Linked DNA regions of Rattus norvegicus: region 2 is linked to region 1. A link is a contact called in public Hi-C data. All regions are on one chromosome and are shown on one strand. Each heading gives the region's core, a stretch centred on a gene start, on an enhancer-like site or on the middle of the called end of the contact. The rest is flanking DNA. Distances are from core to core; before and after follow the strand shown.

What was found. A called contact is a pair of places that touch in the nucleus more often than the background predicts.
Region 2: a Hi-C map of liver shows a contact between it and region 1, with 3 times the contacts expected there. The contact joins the promoter of Hivep1 here to the enhancer-like site in region 1. A contact is called at or near these places in 10 of 12 Hi-C or Micro-C datasets (the A7r5 cell line, the Rat2 cell line, Schwann cells and 5 more) and 1 of 1 datasets of contacts at active chromatin or transcription factors (oligodendrocytes).

Annotation. Positions count from the first base shown.
Region 1 is chr17:22,828,968-22,832,413 of GRCr8, forward strand. All of the region lies in intron 3 of Hivep1 (HIVEP zinc finger 1), which reads right to left. Among named protein-coding and RNA genes, the nearest start is that of Hivep1, 87 kb to the right of the region's middle. Within about 2 kb of position 2,089, at least 2 of the 93 cell types and tissues checked have an H3K27ac peak or open chromatin away from gene starts, as enhancers often do. A contact at or near this core is called in liver, where this site is marked.
Region 2 is chr17:22,915,259-22,918,623 of GRCr8, forward strand. It overlaps Hivep1 (HIVEP zinc finger 1), which reads right to left and starts at 1,938. Exons shown (of 9, transcript NM_001105751.2): 1 at 1,887-1,938. LOC108348545 (a long non-coding RNA gene) reads left to right here and starts at 2,702. Exons shown (of 2, transcript XR_005495726.2): 1 at 2,702-3,365.

The sequences.
Region 1 (3,446 bases), core at 839-3,338:
GGACAAGTCATTTTCAGTAGGAAAATGGTTAGGCCGATTATAGCAGTGCCAGTTACCATAACATTACAGAACCATTTAAAACAATTACTACGATTACACAGCAATCTGAAGATTGTGATACATGAAGTATACAGGCACTTTCTTTTCTGTCCCTAGAGAAAGGTCTGGGCTAAGAGGCCGAAATGTGGGAATACATAGTGAGAGCTGTTTTTGTAAAAGTAAATAAATGACCAGCCAAAGAAAACATGTTGTGGAGAGAAAGAGAGGCCTGGATAATTGCTATATTTAAGGCTGAGCTAGGAGCAGGAAGAAACAAGGTAGGGACTGGAAAGAAGCAATGAATCCTGTGACAGAAGAGCCTGGGCACCTGGCTTACAAGTTCACACCAAAGCTCCTGTGGCCGAGGGCGTTAAACATACATGGTCGCACGAAGGAGAGTAACCGGCTTGTGGCCATGGGAATGGGGAGGATGGCCTCATGTCTGAAAACAAGGTCAGTGGGATCCAGGAGTCAAATCCATCTCCACCATGGGGAAATGTGGGAGGAAGCGTGAGCTCAGGGGCCAGCTAAGCCGGAACTTCCCGGGAAGCTGGACATGAAGGGGAAAGCCCAGATGTCTGAGGGTGAGGGCTGAGGGTGCGTGCAGACAGGAAGCTCCCCTCAGTAGAGAGGAGGAGACTGCAGCCACAAGACAGAGAACTAGGCAATCAAATGCATGGCGAGGAGGCACAATCAGGAAGCTCGGGAAGAGCTGACCACTGGGGATGAAGACAGGGCAGGGTGGCTTTACAGGGACAGTGGCACATCTCTGACTCACTCCTGCGTAGGGAGCAGAAGGAAGCGCTTTCGAGTCAAGGGGGTTTCATGAACATGGTGTTTACAACAGAAAACAGAAACCGTGTTTACAACACACACGGGGACCGAGTGCAAGCCGTGCTGCACACAGACCAGCAGACCAGGAGCACATGGTAAAGGCATTCTGCCGCAGCAGGTCCTCGGCCCTGAGTTTACAAGGCAGCAGAGGTGGGGATTGGCACAGCAGAGACAGGAAGCCACAGCAGCTCACTGCCAAGCTCTTCCTTCCCTCCAGGAATATGATCCAGAAATACATAATCAAGTAATGTTAGTGTGGTGTTGGCTGCTTAAATCTCACCCAGCTTCCACCGTCCATCTACTCCATTCTTACAGAACTGAAAGAAAACTAAACTCTCAGCCCCGAACTTTGTATTGGGAAGTAATTCAGAATTCAACAGCAAAGGCAAACCCAGAATAGAGACACAGCCCAGTTAGGAAGCCGCTTAGCATGCAGGCATGGAGTCTGAATCCCCAGAAGCCACACTCAGGAAAAGAGAAGGGGGGAGGAGAGGAGGGAAGAAGAGCACAGGGGAGGGGAGGGGACAGTGTGACAGTGCATGTCGGTCATCTTAGCACCAGGGAAGTGGAGGCAGGAGAATTCCTGGGCTAGTCGGTTAGCCTTGCAGAATCATGCATGAGCTCCATGTTTGGTGTGTAAACAAATAAAAAAAAAAAAAACTGTCTCAGAAAACAAGAATGATCCAGGAAGAAAGCCAATGTCAGTGCCTGCCCTCAGTGCATACATGCAATGCACACACATGAACACATATATCCATCTACAACCCTCCCATACATACGAAGGCAAAACAAAGACCAAATGAGGAAATGACAGCAGACTTCCCTGTCAGCTCAGCTGTTACCCCAATTCTATGCTCGGGAATGAGCTCTGAAAGTGGGGGGGGGGTGCGGGGAAAGAATCCTAAGAGGCTGGCATTGCTGCACTGTCCACCGCCTTCAAGATGCGCTCATGATGCTGTGTTTTCCACATGGCCATGTGGAAAGCAAAACAATGGCCAGCAAATGTGACACCTGGACCTGGACCTCCATGTGCGCAGGTTTCCTTCGGTTAGTGACGCTGTGTAAGTCTGCTGAGGTCATGGACTCTGGAATGAGGAAATTAACAAACTTCACAGCAGTCTTTGGCTAACCAGCCGTCAGGTGAGACACTCTGCTCTAAGATGTGATCTGCCCCTGCTCGCTTCAAAGCTGCAGATGAGCTAGTGTATGCCTGAACTTGTGAAAGTCCAGGGTAGACCTTGACCCAGAGTGTACTCACACTCAGAGGCCCAGAGTCCTGACCCCAAGGCAACTGTGCTCTGAGGTGGAACTTTGGAAAGTTAGCCGGATCGATCATGAGGACTCAGACTTCTTTTAGGGGACTGACCAACTAATGGGTTCATAATCAGATGCGTCACTATGGAACAGTCTTCACGAAGAGAGGTCCCTGGCCTTTCTGTTCCTCTGTGTCAGGTTGTCAGGAGGTGAACAGTGTCTCCAAGATGCTCTGCTTTGCCTCCTGCTCAAAGGCTTGGAACTGGATCAAGAGACTGAACCTGAACTGACAGTCTCGGGTATTTTGTTACAGCAAGCCAAGCTGACTTAGACAGCAGGTGCTTAGCATATGCAAACTTCTAGGTTCAACTTACTACACTCCAAAATAAAGAAGAAATAATTGAGCACAAGGGAAGAGATGAGTGAGTGACTGGAGAAAGAAACGCTGATCTGATGGTTGCAGTGCTCTGAAGAATCTGATCTGACGGCTGCAGTGCTCTGGAGTTTAGCCACAATACCTAATGCTGCCAATAGACTACGCAAGCAAGGAAACAGATTATCCTCAGCACCTCTAGAAGGAAACAGCCCAACACCTTGGTAGAGGCCACGCTGCCATCCACAGGAGGTGTAGCTCCATGGCAGAGTGAATACTCAAGATTCAGGGCGCTGGGTTCAATGCCCTACATCACACACATTAGTAAGTGAAAATAAAAATGAACTGTCTAGAGCAATAGAAGCAGTGTATCAGATAATGCTTGTGAAAAGCATTATCGTTAAGTGCATACACCATGTCTTCTAGCCACAACAAAATTCAACTAGAAATAAATAAAATACACGGAAAATCCCCAGCTGTATGAAAATTAAGCAACACAATTCTAACTAGCTAAAGAGGAAAAAGAAGTCAGCAGGGAAACCAGAAAAATCAAAACAGAACTTGCAAACTGGGAAACAGTGATGAATATTTGCTTCATGCCAATGCTACGTGCAACCACAATGCCACGCCCCACCACGATGCCATGCATGGCCACAATGTCATTCACCATGGCACAGAAGCAAAGACTAGGTGCAAGAAGTGCAAGACTAGGCCAAGAAGACTTCTGCCAGAATCACTGCTGTTTTTAATCATTTCTTGAGAGCAACCGACTTACGCGATAAGTCAGAAATGGATGATAAGAATAAACAGTATTTTGTGGGGACAGTCATCTAAAGGGACCCAGTGAAATGGTCAAAAGTCATGAGTGGTACCCTACCATAGTTACAAACATCCATATTTTTGTTTATACCAAGGCTGGTAGAAAATATAACAGAAAATGCTTTAT
Region 2 (3,365 bases), core at 688-3,187, 86 kb after region 1:
TGGTACTTGTTTTACTGTAGAGTTTCCACTTAGCACCTAATTTAATCCTAACGACCAAGGCAATAGTTCCAACTCATCAATATTACAGAGTTGGAAAAAAAAAAGTTTTGGGAGAGATTAAAAAAAAAAAAAAGGGGGGGGGCTGGGGATTTAGCTCAGTGGTAGAGCGCTTGCCTAGGAAGCACAAGGCCCTGGGTTCGGTCCCCAGCTCCGAAAAAAAAAAAAAGACCAAAAAAAAAAAAAAAAAAAAAAAAAAAAAAAAAAGACCACAGCTCCAATTCATCCATTTTACAAAGAGAAAAAAAAAAGTTTTGGGAAGAGATTATGAAACCTTCCTCAGATCAGTAACTATGGAATGTGGCCCCACATGACTCCATGCCCATTTCCTCTGAGAAGATAACACTTACCTACCAAGGACAATCCCCTCCCAAAGGGATGAATGACACAGCAAGTCATGAAGACATACTTTGGAATCAAACCTGACCAGGTTCAAGGCCAGGCTTTACCCCATACTGTGTGGCCTTGTTCAAGGTACTTAAGCTCTCAGAAGAGAAGATCGGATTTCCCAAGCTGTAAAATCAGGAAACAGTATCCACCTCAGATGGGCTAAGGACTAAGGACTAAGCTAAACAATGTAGAAGCTTTGCCTGCAACATGAAAATGCTGAAATATTAATTCCCGGGAAGAACGCCTCCAAGGAAAAGAAAATGCTTCCCAGAATAAGGTGTTTGATGTATGTTTTCACTTTAGCTAAAACGCATAAGGAAAAGGCGACTACAATTAACTTGCTTGCAGCTGTACTCCTAACAAGGCTAAGAGTCGGCATAGCACAAACTATTCACAATCTAACCAAAGAGGAAGACTATGAAACAGGATGGTCAACGATGGATGATGTCTCTTGCAGCACCAGCTAATGACCTACAAAAGATAGGGCTCCTCAGCTCGCTTTACCACAGAGCCATCAGCTCTCGCATTCAAAAAGGTTTTGACTGCACAGAGAATTTAAACATAAAGCTATAAGTGTTCTGTTCCGTTCCGTATTAAAACTAGAGCTTTTAAGCGGTCACAATATTACGAAGTTTTTAAAGCGTGAACTCTGATTGTAAGCCGATCACGTGACCCCCCATCAGCCCCCAGCTTAAATGTAAAATATGCAAATTCCCAACCTGTAACAGCTTTGTGCGACCCGGTTTTGCAGCCTCCACCCCCCTGTCCCTAGCTGTCCAGCCCACGTTTAAATCCGCGGTGAAGTGGTTATTTTCAAAGACGACAGCACCGTAGCGACTAGGACCAGTGATCAACCATTCTTTCTCCAGAAAGAAATACATACTACAAGGTGCAAAAACAGGACAGGATCAAAAAGCGTAAAGACAGTCACAAGGAGAAAAAACATGAATGAATGTGGAGGGCGGAGCCTGGGAAAACCCCTCTGCAACGCTGCACTGAACAAAGCGCTTCGCATGCCAGAAGGAGGGGGGAATGGAAGTGCCAGCTCCGGAAGGAGCCTGGAGTGGATGCGGAGAGCAGGAGGAGGAGGAGGACAGAGTCGGCGAGAGCGGCAGCCTTGAGACTCCTCCTCGCGCCAGCCTCGCCACAGCCCCCTCCCCTCTCTAGCCGCAACTCCTGCTGGAGCCCGACCCGCAGCGAGCCCGAGCCGCCCCGCGCCCCTACCCACCGGCCCCGACCCACCAGCGGCGGGCGCGCGCCCTACCCGGAGAGAAACTACCCAGGTGGCCCGGAGTAAAACAGGCACTCCCGGCAAAGAACGAAAGGGAAAGCGAGCCACAAAGCCGGGAGGTGCGGAAGCCGCGGCCTGGTCTCCCGCAGCCCCGCCGAGCCCTCCTGCGAGAAGCGGCCGTGGCGACCGGGAGGCCGGCCCTCCGTACCTGCTGGGCTCGCAGGACCGCAGCTCCCGCCGCCTGCGCGGCCAGGACCCGCCGAAGTGGCAAGCGGCTCCCGCACGCAGCATCCCCTCCGCAAGGTCGGCGCCGGCACACGCGCACACACTCACACGCACACCCGCGCGCCCGCCCGCCCGCCCGCCAGGGGGAGGTGGTCCCGGCCCCCGCCCCCCGCGCCGCGCTCTCCCGGGTGCAGCGCCCCCACCGCCAAGCCCGGCCCGCACCCGTCGGGAACTGCGCTGCACTTGACAACCGGGACACAAGCAGAGCCTCCTCCCGACGGGCACTGAGGCGCGAGCAAGGCGCGGGAGGGACCGAGTGGAACCCGGCGGGAGAGCGGCCTTTACCTCTCCCGGGTGTCCGTGAGGACCGCTGGCAGCGCGAGGGCGGCCAGGGCGAAGGTCGGCGGCTTCCCCGCGCGTGGGCGGGGCGGCAGGGGATCCCCGGGGGCGGCGGGGCGGGGGCTGCGGCGGGAGGGCGGGCTCCTGTGAAGCCGGCCCGGGGCCCCCTGCCGCCCCGCCCGCCCGCCCGCCCGCCCGCCCGCCGGCCGCAGGCCCCGCCGCGGGGACCCAGGACGCAGGAGGAGGCGCGGCCCGAGGGGCGGGGCGGGGCGGGGCGGTGGCGGAGGCGGGGCTCCGCGGCCCGGGGAAGCCCGGCCGGGCCGCAGTCGGGGGCGGTTGGCCCGAGAGGAGGGGCGGGGCCGGGCGGGGCCGGATTCTCTTTACCGTCTTTTGACTTTCTAGAGCAGGCTGTGGGCCGGCCCGGTGACGTCATGGTGTCTCCCAGCCCCGCCCCTCGCCCTGGCCCTGGTAGGGAGGAGGAGGACCCGGGAGGGAGGGGGGACCCCAAGGGGGTTTCCTCAGCTCCGCGTAGAGGGAAGGGGAAATCATAGTGAAACTTGAAACTCATTAACTTTGAAAAATAACTTTGAAAAAAAGAGAGAGAGAAAGGGGGCTGGGGTGTTGACTTGGAGGGTCAGAGGGGACATGTTATTAAGCCCTGAACTGAAACCACTCTTTTGGTGGCGGATGTTCTATTAAAAGACCGAGGAAAGCCAAGGTTATTCCGGAGAGAGCCGGTGCTTCCCAGAGCCTAAGCAACAGCGAGCGCTGTTAACCCCTCCTTGACTGCCTGTCAGCTGGGGACTAACCCGCGAGGGAACTTTGGAAGCCGAGGAGGGGGTGCGGGGCGGAGCCACCCAGCAGGCTTCTGGAACTCTGGGGGAGTGAAATGGAAAGACAGACTAATTTATTACAAACCAGAGTTTGACCCCGGCTGCTAGAAAGCGTTAGAGAACGGGAACTGGAAACTTCTGGAAATATCAGGGGAGCTGGATCTGGGGAGCGAAGCAGGTTTTCAAGGGTAGATAGACATGAAGAATACTAGCAGTTTGAACTTCAAAATTCCACGCATCCACAAAAGAGTCTGCAGAAGGGACGGATTTAACGGGTCACCTCAAAGTTG